Regions from separate parts of the Danio rerio genome. Here region 2 is linked to region 1. Evidence: chromatin contacts called from public Hi-C data. All regions are on one chromosome and are shown on one strand. Each heading gives the region's core, a stretch centred on a gene start, on an enhancer-like site or on the middle of the called end of the contact. The rest is flanking DNA. Distances are from core to core; before and after follow the strand shown. Region 1 overlaps tgfbi (transforming growth factor, beta-induced). Region 2 overlaps arap3 (ArfGAP with RhoGAP domain, ankyrin repeat and PH domain 3).

Region 1 (7,306 bases), core at 2,146-4,645:
GTCCAGTAAACGCTTTCTACAAAGTAAAACTGTAGTTCATTTTAACCCTCACCACTTTCAGAGGATGGAAACACAGAGTTTGGTGTCTTATTTTAAGAAGAGCTAATTAGAAGATTAAGAAAATCCAGAGAACAACATACAGAAATCTGAAAATGCAAAGCAGTTCAACAATGCATTTTTTTCAAATGCCGAAGATCCTTGGATGGAAAGCAGTGTTATTTTTCAAATCTCATAAATTGATTATATCAGGTTGCCATGGCACTTCATGTGTTATGATTTATTCAGTCTGCATTTTTGAATCTGATGTCGGTGTTCGATTTATCTTACTTTGTCAGATTGTCCTCCCATTTAGAAAAGTAAGTTGCACATTTTGATGACGCATTATGCTACCCATCAGGTTTTGCTACCAGTGTTAACTTTAATGTAGAGTAGTGTGATATGAAGCTGTAATATCGCCCTACCTAATCCCAAACCCCAACCTCAGAACCATTCAAAAACAATGTTGGGAGCATAATCTGATGGGTAGGAGGAAATGTCAGGAGACCAGTTCATTAATAACATTTTTGTATTTCTCTCTTTATCATTTTTGTAATGTTTTTGGTTGTATTTGTTATACCTGTAGCATGTTTGCATGGTTTAAGCTGGAACAAATGCTATTTTGTGCACATAAAAAACGACCAAAATGATGTCTTCATGTGTAATGTAAGACCTGTAACTTGTGCAGATTATTCATGTTTATATGCCAAAGATATTTTGTGAAGAACCAAAGATCACTGTCTGCATATTTCATTATAACATGACTGTTTTGTAGCCACAGAGTTATAGTTTACATATAACTAGTAAGTGCCCTTGAATGTAGTTTGCGCTGTCTGTTACAAGCCAATTTGTCAGTTCACTGAGCTGAATTCACAATGTGGTGGATTGTCATAATGTGTTGATTAATGTGTGTGGCAATAAAACTCTCACTCAGTTGATTGCTCACATTATTCATGACTAAATCGTTTCTCTGTTCGCTCGCTTGAATGTAAATTCTGCATGAAAACCACAAGCAGAAAAATTCCAGCAGTCACTATTTAATGTTTATCATTGTTCCTGGTGTAGGTGATTTTAGCAGAAGCTGGGAGGAATATTCTAATTCTAGAAGCAAAGACTGGAAAAAAAGATGTCTTGTGCAAGATCAATATTATCTATTTTTCCAGAAGAATTGTTTCTTTTCACCGGCCACTTTATTAGGTACACCATACTAGTACCAGTTGGACCCTCTTTTGCTTTCAGAACTGCCTTAATCCTTCGTGAGATAGATTCAACAAGTTACTGGAAATATTCATCTGAGACTTTTGTCCTTTTTGACATGATGGCTTCAAGCCATCAATGCTGGCATCAGGCATCAATCTGTATGTGCAGATTTGTCGGCTGCACATACATGATACGAATCTCCCATTCCACCACATCCCAAGGTGCTCTATTAGATTGAGTTCTGGTGACTGTGGAGGCCTTTTGAGTTCAGTGAACTCATTGTCATGTTCAAGAAACCAGTCAGATGATTCGGGCTTTATGACATAGTGTGTTATCCTACTGGAAATAGCCATCAGAAGATGGGTACACTGTGGTCATAAAGGATTGGAAATGATAAGCAACAATACTCAGGTAGACATGATGCTCAATTGGCACTAATGGGCTCAATGTGTGCCAAGAAAATATCCCCCACACCATTACACCACCATCACCAGCCTGAACCGTTGATACAAGGCAGGATTCTTTTATGTTGTTAATGCCAAATTCTGACTCTACCATCAAAATATTGCATTAGAAACTGAGACTTATCAGCAGGCAAAGTTTTTCCAATCTTTTATTGTCTAGTTTTGGTGAGCCTACGCAAATTGTAGCCTCATTTTCCTGTTTTTAGCTAACAGGAGTGGCACCCGGTATGGTTCTGCTGCTGTAGCCCATCTGCCTCAAGGTTCGACGTGTTGTGCATTCAGAGATGCTCTTCTGCATACCTCGGTTGTAACGAGTGGTTATTTGAGTTATTGTTGCCTTTCTATCAGCTGGAACCAGTCTGGCCATTCTCCTCTGACATCTGGCATCAGCAAGGCATTTGCGCCCACAGAATATATATGGATATATGGATATTTTCTCTTTTTCTGACTATTCTCTGTAAACCCTAGAGATGGTTGTGCGTGAAAATCCCAGTAAATCAGCAGTTTCAGCAGATGCTCAGTTTGAACAGCAGCAGATCGTCTCGACCATGTCTGCATGCCTAAATGCAAAAATTTGCATTAACGAGCAGTTAGACTGGTGTAATAAAGTGGTTGCTGAGTGTATATTAAGAGGAAAAAATGCACAAAAACAAACACATCAATTTTAATGGGTGCTCAGACAAACAATACAAAGTACAAAAACATAATCAAAAAGGAGACAACACCATAGCTCAAAAAATACTAATTTAGTAAATTAAAAAGCCTAACACAAAGCTTGTAACATCAGTCTGATGAAGAGCCAGTGTACTCAAAATGTTACGTGTTAGCCTTTTTATTTAATAAATTGGTATTTTTAATTATATACATCCTAAAGGTACATTTCCAGGATTTTTTTAATCAAGAGTATATTTTTGTATACTCTAAACTTTTATTTGAGCTTCATAGAGTGTTTTCTAAAATATATATATATATATATAAGTATTATTATTATTATTATTATTATTATTATTATTATTATTATTATTATCATCATGAAGATGACTTAGTGAACCATTAACAGACCAGGACAAACTTATTTTTCATTTTTGGACCAGACTGAAAGAACCGACAACCAAGGTACACGTGTGAACATTCTTTTTCTAGACAGCACCTAATTGGGCAAAAATCAGCATAGTGCAGGATGAGTCATCAATATTTTCTTCTGTTTTTTTTCTCTTTTTTTAGATGAAAAGGCTGATGCAAATATCTGACAATGAAAGGTTTTTGTAGTTTTACATATAGGCTATACTGTAGGGTAGGTCATTACCATAAACCCAACTATAAAAGCTATAAAACCTTTATCTTAATTTCATGAGGTCTTAAATGTTGTTACACCTATTTCATTTACAATTAAAGGTTTGTTGGATTTATTATCCACATTCTGCATTTTTTTCTCCGATAATCCAAACAGACGTGCAATTTTTGGATCTCAACCAACCGCTGGTCTTTGAAAAGAGCTTCCGCATGACTTTACATGGAAAGATGCCTGTTGTTTAAACCTGCCATTTGACTTTACTGTGCTTGTTATATTGCCGTGTAAACTCAGGAAGCGTTTGAGGATGGTAAACAGAGCTTCAGTTCCCTGCCGCGGGATGTCTCAAGCTGCCCAACAGTGCTGGAGTAGGAAACATATGTGCGCTGTATCCTTTCTCAGCTGGCAGCCTCGACCAAACATTCCAACAGGCTTTTTGCTCCCGGAGCGAGACACTGGCACACTGTTTAGTGGCACAGAGCTTTAGTGTTGGCTAACATACAAGTTAAGTTGTCACAGTGTACAGTATCGCAACCAGTGGTCAGTTTGCTGCAACATATTAAATATATCCTCATCTCCTTTTAGAAACAGCTGCTCAACTCTATGCTTAACCACACGTTTGAGTCAATTATGCCACTGCACGGAAGCAAATGTCAAGTCTAATCCACTTACATCTGAATTAAATTCAGGGTTGCACAGCAGGATGCCTGGGACCTTCATAAATAATCTGATGTCTGTTTTGCTTTAGTATATTTACTATTCTGACTTCCCACATTTAAATCAGGTAACCAGGTTTGGAAAAAAAAACGTTGTTAAGTTTGGCAATTTCATGGATGATTTATGGTTCTGTGTGTTTTAGGGTGAACTGCATAAATAAAGTATTGGAAAGGTGTTCCTATTACACCTACACACGGCTACTATTGAGATATCTCTCATTTCAAATGTGAAACACATGTCCAGATGTTAATGTTTCACTCTCTGTGTGTCAAAAGTTGGCTTCATGTGGTCACATGTCCAATAGCTTAAAATATTTAGATTATACTCTATATTATTAAGTTAACTAGTTTTTGCTTGTAATTGTATCTGACAAAGCAATGAGTCTTATTACATTAGATAGTATACTGTTACGTTACATGTAAACATATATCTGTAATTACTTTGAGCTGACAGTGAGGTGGCAAGGACAAAGTTTGGTGTCAATATGCAAAGAAAATGTTTCAGAAATGAAGCCACAGTTTTAGTTTCACAAATTCATCTGTGTTATAGATGACCTATCAGGCTCATGTTTTAGAAGATGCCCCTAGAGTGTGTATGTGAAGTTTCAGCTCCATGCTACACAAATAATGTTTGTAACTTTGTAAATTCCCCTTTAGGCTTTGATCCAAATTGTGCTGCTTTGGCTTTAAATTCAAACGAGACTGTCCTGTTTTTAAAAGAGGGCGAAGCTACAAATGCCTATGTGTCAGCATAGTGGCTGTGGCTCAATTCCAAAAATGCAGAGAATAGACTCATGTTCTTGTGGAGACCATTCTAGCCAAGTTACCTCAGAAAAACGAACTTGGGAGACCGCGAGAACAGAGAACATGTCCTGTGAGAAATGAAATGCTGTATTCTTCCTGATGGTCACAAGAGCTTCACGCATTTTAATGAAAAGTGATTTAAACATTACAACATTCCTACAATGATTTAATGTTTTTTCCCTTTTCACAATATAAACTATAAAAACCTTACAAATATATGTTGCACAATACAAACAACTCATTCATTCTCCTTCAGCTTAGTCCCTTGATTCATCAGGGTTCGCCATAGCGGAATGAACCTCCAACTAATCCAGCATATGTTTACCCAGCGGATGCCATTCCAGCTGCAACCCAGTACTGGGAAACATCCACACACACTCATTTACACACATACACAATGGACAATTTAGTTTATTCAATTCACCTAGCGCATGTGTTTGGACTGGAGGAAACCCACGTCAACATAGAGAGAACATGCATACACCACACAGAAATGCCAACTGACCCAGCCAGTACTTGAACCAGCGACCTTCTTGCTGTGAGGCAACAGTGCTTACCACTGAGCCTCCATGTTGAATTAAAACTAATTTTCATTTAGGGAAACTGCTGAGACAAATAAGTTATATCTCTGAACTTGAATAAGAAACCTATATAAAATGCTGTGCTCTTCACTTTCTTTATTCAGCTACAATGATTTCTGGGTCTTTTCGAGCAAGTTTTGCGCTCAAGTCTGCATCCACGCTGCACGCATCCTCAATATCAAGAATACATCCGGGAACTTTCCGCATCCTCTGTTCTTGCGGTCTTGAGTTTTGGAACTGAACTTTGGCAGTTGATGATGACATAACATGAGAACACGAGAATGCAAGAACGGTGATTGAGAAACAGCCAGTGGCAGATTCAAAAACAAAACTAATGGCCTATGCTAATGAGGGAGAGATCATTATTAATGTGCAGGGCTTCCCCCTCTGATGACATGTACAAAGGGAGAATGTCAGTCCAAGTGTTTCTGTTTTTATTCAATTCAGTTCAAGTTTATATACTGTAGCGCTTTTGTAGATTGCGTCAAAGCCGTTTTTATGAAGTGTGAAAATAATATTTTTTTACCATTAGAAGCTGGTTATATTCACACACTCTTGCCACACAACTGTGTTTAAACCTCTTAAAAAGTGATTTTTGCATAACAGGTCCCCCTTTAATAAGAAGGTTTATGTGTGCATGGTCTAAAGAAAATGATTAGCATATTTGAAAAAGGGTAAGTCATGGAATGACTGTAAAATGTAGTTTATTTCTTAACTAATTTTGAGAGGGTCACATGCTCACGATTGATCATGGCTGGTCCTGCATCAGCTTTACATATTGCGCCAGTCAAATGAAGACTAACTCACTATAAACAACCAGTGTTTCTCACTACAGTCATATTTATCTTGTAATGCCCCCTTCCAGGCTCACTTCTCCCCTTCTCTTGTTAGGGTGGCACGGCGGCCCAGTGATTAGCACTGTTGCCTCATTGCAAGAACGGCAGTGGTTTGAGCCCTCACCAGGCCAGTCTGCATTTTTGTGCGGAGTTTACAGGTTCTCCCTGTGCTTGTGTGGGTTTTCCCCGGGTGCTCTGGTTTCCTCCCACTGTCCAAAGACATAAAATACAAGTAAATTTTCTAATCCTAAGTGGCATCATAAGACAAACTCTTAGACAGCTACATCTCTCAGCTATTCCTAACACATTTGCAAGCAGGGGAGTTCTCGAGACCTACCTGAGCTCAAACTCCCCTCTCGCCCTTCAAACCTGAGGGAGCTCCGGGCTCGATATTCTGAGAGCAGAGCTCTCTCCCAGGACAGCATGCCAAACACACTTTATTATCAATCATCAGCTAAGTATGAACTCTTGAAAAATAAATTAGCTAAGCTATGTGCTGCAAAAGTTACTGACATAAATTTGAACGAAAATCTGGACTGTTGGTGACTTTGAGTTTGAGATTATAAATTTGCTATTTAAAGTTGAGACTAAACTCTGTCTGTGCCAAATTCCAAAATACACAGTAGGTTTATGGCCCCTAGTTAGTCTTGACCCTGCATTTACCTCTTAACCTTGCACACTTAAACCTACCCAGACCACTAAACTTGCCCTAATGTTAACTGTATCCCACCTAAATTGGAACAAATGGGTTTCACGATACAATGTGAACTTGAGTGCACTGTGCATAGCTAAATACACTTTCAAGAGTGATGTGTACTTTGTCCTAATCAAGATTACTTATTTATCTTTCATTAAAAAAAACACTTTAATGTAACAACCACACAAACATAATCAGTAGACTCTACTAGATGTGTCCAACCAAGAACTAAGTCTGCAAAAGCATCAGTGCTGAGCAACTTGCGTCTTGATTGGAAAAATGCACAATGAAGTCAGGGCTTACATTCAAACATAAATGGAATCCAGGGCAGTCATTTCATGCTAGTCATAAGTTTCACATTAAATTTTTGTATTGCATGCAGCTGTTCTCTTTTAGCCCAAGTGATGGAGTGCGTTCTCATTGATGGAGAGGCTTACAGTAACAGAAAGCACTCGGCTTTAGTGTCTGTTCAAAAAGGCAGTGAGATAAAAGAGACAAACTGTTTAGATTTGCGAAACTGAAATGAATAAGTCCTTCTTCTGCGCTTGCAGACAGACAGACACAGATGTTTGGGGATCTGGATGGATGACTTTGACAACACGCATGACCTGCTCTACACATGTTGCCCTCTGATTTGGCCTTTTGCTGTGTGGGCTTGACCCACAATAGCTCCCTTTATAT
Region 2 (7,127 bases), core at 2,664-5,163, 110 kb before region 1:
TTTAATACTGGATTCTTCCTTGCCCATTTCAAAACAAAACAACAACAAAAGTGCACGCCAATTTGAAGCTCAGGTTAGGCTTTCAGGCTCATCTGACTCTGGTTTCTTGCAGAACATGGTGGAAAGTTCCTGTAGCAGTAGTTCCTGTTGCGGGCTGCACGAGCGGTGAGCTCTGTGTCGACCTGGGATGGGCAGAGAGTCAGAAGATCCATCGTGGCTCAGAGCATCCAGAGACTCACCTGAGGACACGAATGGCCTGGAGCCCAGCATGCGGTCCAGAGATGTGGTTTTCCTCTGTCCCAGGCTGATGGGTCGCATGGGCACTTCCTGTGTCTCTGCATGGCCGCTGGACAGAAAACTGGTCTCCAAAGACTTGAGCACCTGCAGGCCGAAGTCTCCCACCTCCTCGTATAAAGGCTCGGGGATTTCAATGCGCTCCTCAAATGAGTCCTGCTGCTGTATCTTCATGGGCTGAGGAGGACAAATGGGAAACAACAATGACATACTGTACTGAGAGGTATGAAGAAACAGGTCTAGTAAATTTTAAAAGACTATACTTAACTGCAGTGTGTTATGTCACTAATCCAATAGCAAAGTTCTTGTAATGGCTTTCATTAAAATAAGGCCATTCATTTTATTAATAATGTCTTTTAATTAGGTAAAAACATACAAATGTGTTGAATTAAATTTAAAACAGCAGTATGAGAAACTATCATTCACTAAATAGCAAATTGCCAATTTTATTTTAAGAGGGAAAAAACAATGTACTATTATAAAAATGTACATTTATTTATTATATTATTAATGCATTATTGCTGATATTGTTATTTAAGATAACTATACTGTTTTATAATTATTATTTTCAGTGTTGTTTGGCTTTAAGTACAATACTGTAATATATTAAATAATATTAATTATAATAATTTATTTCATTATATACGCTATATACCACAAACTTTAATGTTACAATTTAATTATTGTACTGTATTACTTTTGTTATATAATAATATTGTTGCATAAGTCAAATATGAATAATAAACTACCTGACAAAAGTCTTGCCGCTTATCTAAGGTATGGGAACAATAAATAATAACTTGACTTCTAGTTGATCATTTGGTATCAAATGTGGCTTATAAGGCCTCTAGATTACATTTATTTTACCAAAATAAAATATGATCATGTCTTGATTTTTTTAATTATTTATTTAGGACAGTATAGTCTGACTTTTCTTAGACAAAAGTCTTGGCAATTAACAGAAACAACGTACAATATAGAATATAAAGTGATGGTGCATAGAAAAAAATATATATTGTGTATGACTCCCATGAGCTTGGAGGACTGCATCCATACAGCTCTGCAATGACTGAAATCACTCATAATAAAGTCATCTGGAATGGCAAAGAAAGCATTCTTGCAGGACTTCCAGAGATTCTTTGGGTTAATTTCATCTTACCCCAGACATGCTCAATAATGTTTATATCTGGTGACTGGGTTGGAGAATCCTGGAGCTCCTTGACCTTCTTTGATTTCAGGAACTTTGATAGGGAGGCTTAATTATGAGGAGTGCTATCCTGCTGAAGAATTTGCCCTCTCCTTTGGTTTAGGGGCAGCATAAATGTCTTGATACCTCAAGCTGTTGATGTTTCCATCCACTGCAGATCCCTCAACACGTCCCCATACTGAATGTTACCCCAAACCATGATATTTCCTTCAAACTTGACCGATTTCTGTCAGAATCTTGGGTCAATGCGGGATCCAATAGGTCTTCTGCAGTATTTGTGATGATTAAGATGCAGTTTAACAGATGATTCATTGGAAAAATCTACCTTCTGTCACTTTTCCAAATGATCAACTAGAAGTCAAGTAATTATTTGTAGCTCGTACAACAGGGATCGACGACAAGACTTTTGTCAGGTAGTGTACCATTTCATATTTATATAATAAACACTCGAAAAATATGTTTGCATTTTGTTCAAACTACTTATTTAAAATGAGAGGAAACAACACAATTCTTGAGTTGTTTGAACAACTTAATTGTTTTATGTTCAATCAAAAACTAATAAGCTAACTTAATTAAATCAATTGAGTGAAACCCAGCATTTTACACTGTATAGCATCATATTCAAAAATCCACCATCATTATCATATTATTATAATACACTGTAACTCAGACGTGATTGTTGATCTACAGAATTACAATCTAATAGTAAAAAGCAATAATGTAGTAGTGAATATAATATTACATAAACCTTATATTACGCAACAATAACAATTATAAATGACAATTTTAAATAATATTAAAAGTATGATGCAAATTTCTTTCAATGATAATGTCTTGAATTTATTAAATAGTATTATGTTGTTGTTTTTGATATCAAATTTAATCGCCTCCACCAGGATTTTGAGAACCCAGTGTTTTTTGAGATCAAAAAAGAGAATGTTACAGGGTTTTTGTGTATTTTCACAGCAAAACTCAATTAAAGCAAACAATAGCCTAAATTTAGAGAAAAGAGGTCACAAAATCAGTCATTTTAGCTCACAAAAATAAAGCCCCACCAGAAGGGGAAAAAATACATAAAAATATATTGAAGTACACATGAAATCAAAACTAACAATATTGATTTTGTTAGCTCACATTGTTAGTTTTGTGGTGAACGTCATTTAAAAAAAAATCATTTGACCTTGTAATCTCAAAATAAAAATTTGAAAATGCTCTTCTCAGATTATGTCAGAGGTATTGTGTCACAATACAAAAAAAATTTTAAAATACGGTGTGACAATACAAAAAAAAATTGTTGCAACTTCCGGTTCATGCAGGCTTGTAAAGAATTATTAGCCCCCATTTGATTTTTTTTCTTTTTTAAATATTTTCCACTGATGTTTAACAAAGCAAGGACATTTTCACAGTATGTCTGATAATATTTTTTCTTCTAAAGAAACTTGTTTTAATTCGGCTAGAAAAAAGGCAGTTTTCAATTTTTTAAACACCATTTTAAGGTCAATATTTTTAAGGTCAATAAATTTTTCAAATTTTTTTGATAGTCCTTAGAACAAACCATCATTATACAATAACTTGCCTAATTATCCTAACCTGCCTAGTTGACCTAATTAACCTAGTTAAGCCTTTAAATGTCACATTAAGCTGTACAGAAGTGTCTTAAAAATATCTAGTCAAATATTATTTACTGTCATCATGGCAAAGATAAAATACATCAGTTATTAGAAATGAGTTATTAAAACTATTATGTTTAGAAATGTGTTAAAGAAATCTGCTCTCCATTTAACAGAATAATTCAGGGGGTTTAATGACTTCAACTGTATTTATAACTATAAACTAAAAATAAATGTGAAAATACTCATTTTAAATGTACTTTTAAATATGAAATAATTGTTTTTTTTAACATCACTCAGCTAATCAGACCAGTCTATAAAGCTATCTATTTTTAAATAGAACTTTGGAAGCTATAAACTTCATCCATACAAGTACTCTTGTGCACACAAATGTGCAAGTCCAAGCAAATCAGTGTCCTGACCACAAACAGCATCACAAAATCAGCATTTTAACCACAGAGCTCTTAGACTCCCAACACACAGGTGACTATTATCTTACCAAAATACGTAATCATACAGATAACCTGGTTAGATGATCTACCATTATGTGAACAAAAGCAGTATTTGTGGTGACGCAGAGCGAGCGAAATTCCCCCCTCGACAATGTTCAAAACAAATCACTTCCTTTTCGGAGTTGAAACTTTTGTCTCACTATCAGAGTGACAACATCAAGATAATTGCCGAATACACTGAAGACAAAGCAAGAAGCCCGCAGACAATTTGCTTAGCGAAAGCTTCTGGGCAGGGACACACACCAGAGGCCCGAAAAACACAACCCTCCCTTAAGGCTACAGTTGCAGAACAATGCAGAAGCGCCTTTCTTCCTCCAAATGCATCCTGTCATATCAGGAAAGCCACAGGAATGGGGGGAAGGACCGAGGAAGTCAAAGGGAATTCCTCTAGTAAGTACGGGCTCTTTTGTAAAGCGCACTTCTAAAAGTTATTCGATGCAAAAGTCATTTGATACTTTCCAAACCTCCTGCTTTTTACCTTCAGACAAGACACTGTAATCGGAGTAATTCTGGCTGAGTGTGTTAAAGAAACAGCAACAATTTAGTGGGCAAAGGTGCAATAATTGAACATTAAAGACATATAATCTCCAGGTAAAGAGAAATACTTACAAAAAACATGGAGAGTGCTCTTCTTGTGTGAAGCTTCCTCTGCAAAAACAAACACACACAAAGACAAGTGAAGCTAAAACCCAAAGTCTTTTTATACACACTGTAAAGAAATATCTGCATTTTGAGTATTTTGTGATTCACAAGTGTTTATTTATGAGTGTGAATAGCAATATGGGACCCTGATCTCTGCTCTGCAGACTTTTGGTGTTTTATTGTGACTTAAGAAATAATACGTATAGACAGGGGCAGACTGGGACAAAAATTCAGCCCTGGCACTGTAGCCACACAAATTACCACACCGACACAGCCCCACCCACAGACACGCACATTCACTATTAATTTTGGTGTACAGATGATGAAATAATATGACATTCTTGCCAGATTTTGATTACGTTCAGGTAACCTCGGATTGGGTCGGCCCATCTTGAAACCAGGCGGCAATTGCCGATTGGGCCAAATGCTTAACATTAATTATTATTATTATTGTCATCAACATAATAGCATCTAGCAAGAGATAAAAGCTGTCTGCACTTAAAAACAATACATATTAAAAAAAAAAAAAAAAAAAACTGACCGGCCCACATTTAAAAATTGGTCCGGCCCTTCTGGCATTTGCCAGAATTGCCAGATGGCCAGTCCGCCCCTGCGTATAGAGAAATAAGTTTGTAAAATAGCTGAAGATGTACTGGCAGTTTAACAAGGTTTTTGTATCATAATATACAACACCAACCCAGACAATAGATAACTTTAAACTATTAAAAATGTTAATAAAAGACAACTTTTCTAATATTACAAAGGTTGTTGGAAAAAAGATTAAGGTGCCATAATCTAATTTAAAAAGCATTAAAAAATGAGAAAAAAATAAACACATGAATCTCAAAATACGGAAAACTGCTAATTTACAGATATTTTTTACAGTGCATCTGTGTTAAGGATTGTGACCAGTGCATGTGATGTTAATTTCAGCACAGTATGCTTTTTGAACTACTACTACAATAAAGTATGTAGCATTTCAAATATCATGCCAATGCATAACTATCTTATGGTTTGCTAATTTAGTAGTTAATTCATATGAATTTGAACGGTTTTGTACATACACCTTCTTTCTAAAAATCATACAAATGTATAATTTATCTACTAATTTATCACAACAGTAAGTCATTTTGCTTTCCCATTTTTAACACATTGTTGTGTAAACACATTCTAAGAATATTTTAAAACACTAGTTGTGACATTAACTAGGACTATGCTTATTGCCTGATTTTTTTTTTCTAATTGTGCCTTTGACTGTTTTTGCACTTACTAGTTTCATCCACAAGATGTCAACACTAAATCAAGCCTTTGTTTCACAGCCAGTAAAGAATAGTGAACAACAGTGAACAAAAACTATGGTAAATTTTATTTATTTTATAATTTTTTTTTATTTAAAGAAACACAAACAACTCTAGTAGAGTTAAGCAATTGAGTTTTACCAGTGTTCCTTCATTTCCTTTTTTTCCCCACAGCTATAACATACTAGTAGCTCTTCTTTACTAGACAGTAGTCTATATTTATTAGATACTAGTACTTATTAAATGCTAGTATTTATTAACTGTGTTTATTCTATTAACATTCCATTAACTATTAGTTTTTTCTTAATTAACTCCTAATCGGCTGCCAATTAATTTAGGTATTGGGTTGGATTAAGGATGTACAATAAGATCATGCAGAACGTATACTTTATAAGTACAATTAAACAGCCAGTATCATAATAATAGGCAGATAACAAGTCACTAGTTCATATAATGAGAACACTAAAGTGTCAATTTTTTTATTATTATTAATATTATTATTATTCATTTTATTTTTGACTAAGTCCCTTTATAAATCTAGGGTTGCTCTGTATGTTTTACAGTGAAATTGATTATAAATAAACAAATAAATTATCCAGCTTTTGTTTTACACAATGAATGCCCTTCCAGCTGCAACCCATGACTTGGAAACACCCATTCACTCCCATTCACACAACGGAAAATTTAGCTTACCCAATTTACATATAGCACATGTCTTTGGACTTGTCAGGGAAACCAGAGCACCCGGAGGAAACCCACATGATCATGGGGAGAACATGCAAACTCCACACAGAAATGCCAACTGACCCAGCAAAGGCTCGCCAGAGACCATCTTGCTGTAAAGTGATCGTGCTTCCCACTGCGCCACTGTGACACCCTATTATTATTGTTATTTATTATTATAGTTCTAAGGTTTTTAATTGAACCTGTGTGCATTCTAAATAACTATTCAATAAAAATGTATATCACAAAAACTGTTGCCAGTGCCTAATGAATAACTACTAATATCTAATGAAAAACAATCATATTAAATGAATCAATATGTTATCTTACAAATGCTTACAGGTAATATTTAAAATGATACACTAGAATAGTCACTAGAAAAATGAAAACTTGACAGATCTAAACAGTTGATATCTGAAAGACAGATCCCAATAGAATTCAACAGCAAATGTATTAAAAGTGTCACTAGTACCATTCAAATTAAAGTAGTTACTAGTCCTTATTTAAATACTATTATCTAAAAACAACAACTTGTATCTAGAGAATGTTTAGGTAATAGTACCACAAGAGATAATACCTAAAGAATAGGCGCTAGCAGCTAATTGGAAATATACTAGCAGCTGAAAAATAAGCATGAAATTACATACTAATACATTATAAAAAAAATTACGTGACCGTTCACCAAAAAAAAATATTCTATGATCTTTTACTCATCAACCTGTTGGAGTCCCTTTCTTATGTTGAACACAAAAGAAGATAATTTGAAAAATGTTTGCCATTGACTTCCATAGTATGTATTTTTCCTGTTATGGGAATCAGTGTTATGTATGTCAATGGCTCC

The links. A called contact is a pair of places that touch in the nucleus more often than the background predicts.
Region 2: a Hi-C map of hematopoietic stem cells shows a contact between it and region 1, with 4 times the contacts expected there. The contact joins two enhancer-like sites. A contact is called at or near these places in 6 of 18 Hi-C or Micro-C datasets (caudal fin, embryo, hematopoietic stem cells and 1 more).

Annotation. Positions count from the first base shown.
Region 1 is chr14:30,780,945-30,788,250 of GRCz12tu, reverse strand. tgfbi (transforming growth factor, beta-induced) reads left to right here. Exons shown (of 17, transcript NM_182862.1): 17 at 1-981. The coding sequence ends at 9. Among named protein-coding and RNA genes, the nearest start is that of smad5, 10 kb to the right of the region's middle. Within about 2 kb of position 3,395, at least 15 of the 62 cell types and tissues checked have an H3K27ac peak or open chromatin away from gene starts, as enhancers often do.
Region 2 is chr14:30,892,422-30,899,548 of GRCz12tu, reverse strand. arap3 (ArfGAP with RhoGAP domain, ankyrin repeat and PH domain 3) reads right to left here. Exons shown (of 34, transcript XM_682220.9): 33 at 4,233-4,271; 34 at 1-471. The coding sequence ends at 70. Among named protein-coding and RNA genes, the nearest start is that of arap3, 53 kb to the right of the region's middle. Within about 2 kb of position 3,913, at least 6 of the 62 cell types and tissues checked have an H3K27ac peak or open chromatin away from gene starts, as enhancers often do.